Linked DNA regions of Sus scrofa: region 1 is linked to region 2. Evidence: chromatin contacts called from public HiChIP or PLAC-seq data. All regions are on one chromosome and are shown on one strand. Each heading gives the region's core, a stretch centred on a gene start, on an enhancer-like site or on the middle of the called end of the contact. The rest is flanking DNA. Distances are from core to core; before and after follow the strand shown.

Evidence for each region. HiChIP or PLAC-seq counts read pairs in DNA pulled down with a chosen protein or histone mark.
Region 1: a contact with region 2 is called in an H3K27ac HiChIP or PLAC-seq map of alveolar macrophages. The contact joins the promoter of SLC43A3 here to the promoter of MED19 in region 2. A contact is called at or near these places in 1 of 5 promoter capture datasets (fetal liver) and 1 of 2 datasets of contacts at active chromatin or transcription factors (alveolar macrophages).

What each region holds. Positions count from the first base shown.
Region 1 is chr2:13,489,231-13,492,243 of Sscrofa11.1, forward strand. It overlaps SLC43A3 (solute carrier family 43 member 3), which reads left to right and starts at 1,683. Exons shown (of 13, transcript XM_021083039.1): 1 at 1,683-1,855; 2 at 2,900-3,013.
Region 2 is chr2:13,239,715-13,242,682 of Sscrofa11.1, forward strand. It overlaps MED19 (mediator of RNA polymerase II transcription subunit 19), which reads left to right and starts at 1,597. Exons shown (of 5, transcript XM_003122715.5): 1 at 1,597-1,993. The coding sequence starts at 1,726. TMX2 (thioredoxin-related transmembrane protein 2) reads right to left here and starts at 1,556. Exons shown (of 8, transcript XM_005660896.3): 1 at 1,133-1,556. The coding sequence starts at 1,321.

The DNA of each region.
Region 1 (3,013 bases), core at 433-2,932, 250 kb after region 2:
GAACCCTCAACCTCACGGTTCCTAGTCGGATTAGTTTCTACTGCACCACGACGGGAACTCCCTATTTATTTATTTATTTTGCTTTTTAGGGCCGTACCCAAGGCATATGGAGGTTCTTCAGGCTAGGGGTCAAATTGGAGCTACAGCCGCCTATGCCACAGCCACAGCAATGTGGGATCTGAGCTGTGTCTGTGACCTACACCACAGCTCACGACAACACCAGATCCTTAACCCACGGAGCGAGGCCAGGGATTGAACTCACATCCTCATGGATCCTAGTCGGGTTGGTTAACCACTGAGCCATGAAGGGAACTCATTGATTAATTTTTAAAGAAAGGATTTGTTTTCTTAATGTCCCATTAGTCCATGTGAAGTCTGGGAGTATTTTTTTTTGGCTGTGCCTGTGGCATGCAGAAGTTCCCTGGGCCAGGAATCGAACCTGCGATACAGCAGTGACCCAAGCCTCAGCAGTGACAACAATGGATCCTTAACCAGTTAGAAGTTCGTGGGCATGTTAAGAGCACATGTAGAGTGAAGTTGCTCTGAAATCCCCTCCCAAGGCTGCTTCTCTGACTCTGTATCTGGACCCTGGAGAACCTAGTGCTATTCTTAAGCAGTCTGGCTACTGACTAACATACTTGCAGGGACTTCATCAACCCAGCTCATATTTCTAATTATAATTAAGATAATTAAGGTACCGCAGGCCTCATCTTACAAGTGGGGCAGTCAAAGGGCTTGCTTGGGGCTATGTAACTAGTGAGCACCTGGGTATAGAACCAGAACCGAGCAACCTGTCTTTGGGTGGTTATCCTTCTTTATCCTCCGTGTTTTAGTAGAGATCTGGAAAATACTCCCTGGTTCTGGCTTTCCACTGCCCTAATCTTTTATTTCTTTCTCATTAAAAAGAAGGGTGGGCTTAGAATCTTTTGAGTCCCTGGGGAAACCAGGAGGCTAGGCTTGGGAGTTTGTAGACTACTCTAAATATGCAAGAAGCTCTCCCTCCAATTCAGCTTTCTAAGCGGGGCTGGGAGGAAATGGCCACTGAACTAACTTGCACTGGGCTCGGAATGATAGCAGCGCAGCTGGTTCAGCTGGCTATCTCATGCTGATCACAAGCTCCGACGGCAATTATATATGTCTTTGATTAATAAAAAATGGAGCCATGAATGAATACTTAATCAACAAAGTCTGGCGGGTAGACTCTTTCAGAACCTGGGCTGGGGTGAGGCAGGGAGCAATCAAAGAGGTCCTTGGTGGTGAAAAAGCAGGATACTGCTTCAGGGGGATGGTTTCTGGAAAGATGCTGTCAGTGGGGAAAAAAAAAAAAATCCTGCGTGGCCTCCAAGTTGCCAGGTATGTTTTATCCGGGGAACTTACTGAGGACTATAGCTTGGGACACAGCCTCTTAGATACTCTGGGGAATACTCCCAAGAGGTAAAGGGAGGAGCCAGGATATCTAGGAGTTTTTGCTGGAAAAAAATAAAAATAAAAATCCATGCAGTCGAGCAGGAAAAGATTCCTGCTAATCGCAAAAGCAGACAAGTTCATGACTGTAGTTTTCTAAGTATGAGAAAAGGCAAGAATCTGAGGTCTTTGAAAAGTTATTCCTAGATAGGCATCTTAACTATCCAGGGCGGGGGCGTTTCCTGTTTTTCTCCATCCTGAATTTCCCTCGGGGCACACTGTCTGGTAGGCTGCAGGTACAGAAGTGGCTGGCAACATTCTTTGTTTCCTGAAATGCCAGGCAACGTCTTCTGTCTGCACAAATAGGGGAAAACGTGTTCTGTGCCCACCCACGTGGTCAACGCAGAGCACAAGGAATACGGCGTCCGCGTGTGTGTCCCCGTGTCCGCAGGTAAGCCGTCCGTGTGTGCTGTGAGTGCGTGACCTTTCCCGTTGCCAGTGTGAGCAACGGGATTGAAACGATCTCGGTCAGGGGAGGGAGAAGGCGCAGAGAAGAAGAGAAGCGGAAAGGGGATCAGGAGGTGCACGCCGGCGAGGTCCACCCGAGTGGAAGGAGGGGGGATTCCAGGGCGTGGTCAAAAAGAGCGTAGGACTGTGAGGCTCGGAGAAGAAGGAAATGATGGCGAGCGGGAGGTGGAGGACCTGCCAGGCGCCGCCCCGCTCACCCCGGCCCTTCCGGGACTGCTGGGGGCGTGGAGGGACTGGGAGGGGCGGCGGGAGGCGCGAATCCAAATCTTCAAAGGCGCCGAAACCCGCGTCCCGGAGAGCTCGGAGCCAGGCAGGCGAGTAGCTTGCGGCGCAGGGCTGGAGGCGGCGAGGTCCCGGGGCCGGGGAGTGATGAGGCCCTGAGGACAGGCGACCGGGGGTGGAGGGTGGGGGGGGGACGGAACGGGGTGGGGGAGCTTCTGCCCCAGGACCTCAGAGCACGTGCCGGAGGGAGAGCGGGGTGGGGGTGAGCGGCTTCTGGGCGCTTTCCCGGCAGATGGTGGTGTGAGGGGGGCGGCGGGGAAATGGGAGACTGGGGGAGTGCCAGCCGAGGGTCAGGCAGGATCGTGTTGAGGTAGGGATGTTTTTAGCATTAGACTGGCCTGCAACGTGACTGACTGGCCCATGTGACCTGGGGAAGTTGAGCCTTTTGTCGGTCAACTGAACATAAGAAAACACCCACTTTGCCAGGATATTGTGAGGACATGTGTCAAGTCTCCCATCCCCTGTTCCTGGTTCAGAATTGCTGCTATTATTTTAGCGGATGTCTCCTGAATTGGGGCTCTGTCTCTGCTTTCCCACCTGTTGCCAGTTGTGGGATAGAGAGGCCTTTGCAGCTGTTTCTGGCTGTTTCTAACCGCTGGCCTCTTTATCGTACAGAGAACGCTTTGTACACCTCTGCCTTTCCCTCAAGCCTCCTGTACCCAGCAGCCTCTGCCTTATTTTATAGGATCCAGAGAATCGCCCATTGATGGGTTTTGCCCAAGCCTGGAACAGCCAGAACAGCCAGAGAGCTTCCTGAACAGAGGGCCTGCCAAAGGGATTTTCCAAGTGCTGGAACGCC
Region 2 (2,968 bases), core at 347-2,846:
GTTCCTGTCATGGCACAGTGGAAACGAATCTGACTAGTACCCATGAGGATCCGGGTTCAATCCCTGGCCTCGCTCAGTGGGTCAGGGATCTGCCATTGCCTTGAGCTGTGGTGTAGATCTGAGACAGAGCTTGGATCCCACGTTGCTATGGCTGTGGCATAGGCTGTAGCTCTGATCTGACCCTAGCCTGGGAACCTCCATACCCCGCAGGTTCGCCCCCCTGCCCCCCAAATGGATCTTTTGAAGCACCACAGCTATACATGAGCTACTTAATAACACTGGGAAAGAACGGCGGAAGTACGAAAAAGTAAACAAGGGAAGGAGAATAAAAGTAAGGAAGTAAGTTCTGTCAAAAGTCAAGACTCATTCTGGGACCTGGAAAAAAAAAAAGACAAAAACTCAGGAAGGCCCTCCTTCCTCGTAACACAGATTCAGCTATACAGAAGGGGGCACAGAACTTCATCTTATTTTTCTGAGTGGTCCTTCCACTTCTACTTAGGAAGTACTGCAAGAGAGTTCAGATTGATTTCTTTACAATGAATTTTTTTTACAATTCCATTTCAATAGGCCTAAAACTTTATTCATTTTTACATTCTCAGGATGCAGCACAGTGCCTAGCATACAGTCCTCCCTCTGCAGTTGTTAACTGAATTAAAATGACTGATGGTGCTGCTGCTTTGGCCAGAAGAGTGGTTTCAAGTCCCAGCCACTCACTAGTTGTGTGACCTTGGACAAGTCTCCTAACTACGCCGAGATCAATTTCTTCATCAGTGAAACGAGATTACTACTACTTGCCTTGTTTACCTCACTGATTCCTCAAGAGGCTTTACATAACGAGAGCAGCACTGTAAAACAGTGCAGATGCCTCGTTTGGGTAGGTACGAATTGTGAGACGGAAAGGACCTTGGACTCAGGAGTCAGAAGACCCCGGCAGGCTAACTCGCTGTATTCCCATCTTAAACGTGAAGAGGTTTACACTCGACGACCGCCCAGGCTCTAGATTCTTAATAGCTTAAGTCCGCTACAGGTTGGGAACCTCAGGTGTTCTCAAACAGGTGAACCTCGCATCTCGTAGATGCAACCTAGGACAGGGTGTCAAGGTCGCGGGGTCCTAAGGCGGGGGGTCGCTCACCCAGTCAAAGTCACACGGGTTGCCGTCTTCGCGTTGCGTGGGGAGATTGTAGCAGACAGGGGGCAGCTTCCTCACGAGTAGGAAGGCAGCAGAGAGGAGGGCTGACAGAAGGTAGTAAGGTCGGGCCAGCCATCGTGATAGTCGAGGTATCGAATAAATAAGAGCAATTAAAGGCGCGAGAACCGCCATCTTCCCGGCTCTAGCGGCGCCAGCCGCTCCACGGAGTCCGTGAGCCTGGTCCCGCCTCTCCCATCATTGTGCTTCCATTGGGCCTAGTCTCGGATGCACCGCCTCTAGATCCGGAAGCAGATCTCTGACTGGCTTCTGCGTCAGGTTAAAAATGGAGAAAGGGCTTTGATATTTTATTGGCTAATCTAGCTGTCTTTTTTTCCACCTAAATCGTTTTATTGGACATATGCGACTGCGGCAAGTAGGAGATACAGGAGAATTTAAATAAAGTTAAATAGTACTTCCGGAACGTTCTCAGAAGGCGACGGAAGTAGTTGCAGGAAGAAGGTAGGAAGGGCCCGAGGCAACCCAATGGTGAGAGGCTCCTGAAAGAGGAGGGCGGTACTCTGTGAAAAGATTGACCAATGAACGTCACCAACGCCAGACACCGAGACAGCGCCGGGGCGGAGGAGGCGATGGAGAATTTCACGGCGCTGTTCGGAGCTCAGGCTGACCCACCACCGCCCCCGACCGCACTTGGCTTCGGACCTGGAAAACCTCCACCCCCACCGCCTCCTCCTCCGGGCGGGGGGCCGGGCCCCGCCCCGCCCTCTACCGCGGCCACAGCCGCTCCCGGCTCCGACAAGTCAGCGGCCGGTTGTGGCCCCTTCTACCTAATGCGGGAACTGCCGGGTGAGTACAAGGCCTGGTCAAAGCCAGCCAATCAGATCATAGCGAGGAGAGGCGGGGCGTGGCTCTCAGCCTTCCGACTGGGGTGAGGGGTAACCTAGGCAACGCGTGGCGCGATTTCGGAACACTATACTAGAAGAGGTTCTGAGGATTCACAACCGAAAGAATGATTGGAATTGGGATGGATTAGGGGTGGGAAGAGAGTGGATCTCCCTGACCACCTTTCACGCCCGATCCTGCCCCTGACGCTGGTTTTTGACTCCCTAAAGATTATCCTAGCTTTGAGTTTGGTATTTGAGGGTCCTGATTTAACATCCCTGCGGACCCAGTTCCAGATCTGCTTCAAACTTCCTGTTGGTTTGGGACATGTTGTCTTTCTTCCTCTGGGCCTCGGGGTTTCAAAATGTGTTCGAAGAAGTGATTAGAATTAAACCAGGTTCTTTCATTCAAAAAATTATTTTGTTGCGCACCCACTCTGTGTACCAAGCACTCTTCCAATTGCTGAAGATACAGCTGTGAACAAAACTGACAAGATCCTTGCCTGTTTGGGAGTTTACCTGCCAGTGGAGGAGTCAAAGAGTGATAAACAGATATCTGCGGATAAACAGATAGTATCAGATAGTGGTTATGGCTACAAGGGGGAAATGTGATAAAGAATTGAGGGGGCAGAACTGCTTTAGCTAGAGTGATCAGGAGAGCCCTTTCTGAGTAGATAACATTAGAGCTAAAATATAAGCACAAAGGAAGAGCTAGCCATTTATGAGTGGGAGGAGAGAGAACTCTAGATACAAAAAATGAGATTAGAAGGCCCAATGTGAGAATAACCTTGAATATTTGAGGGACAGAAAACCACTTGCACTCCGGGGAAGTGAACAGGGAAAGAGCGATAGGAGATGAAGGTGGGAGAGTAGGCAGAGGCCTCTATAAGACATTTTAAGTTCAGGGGGAACCATTTTGACACAAGAGTCTGAAGTGATC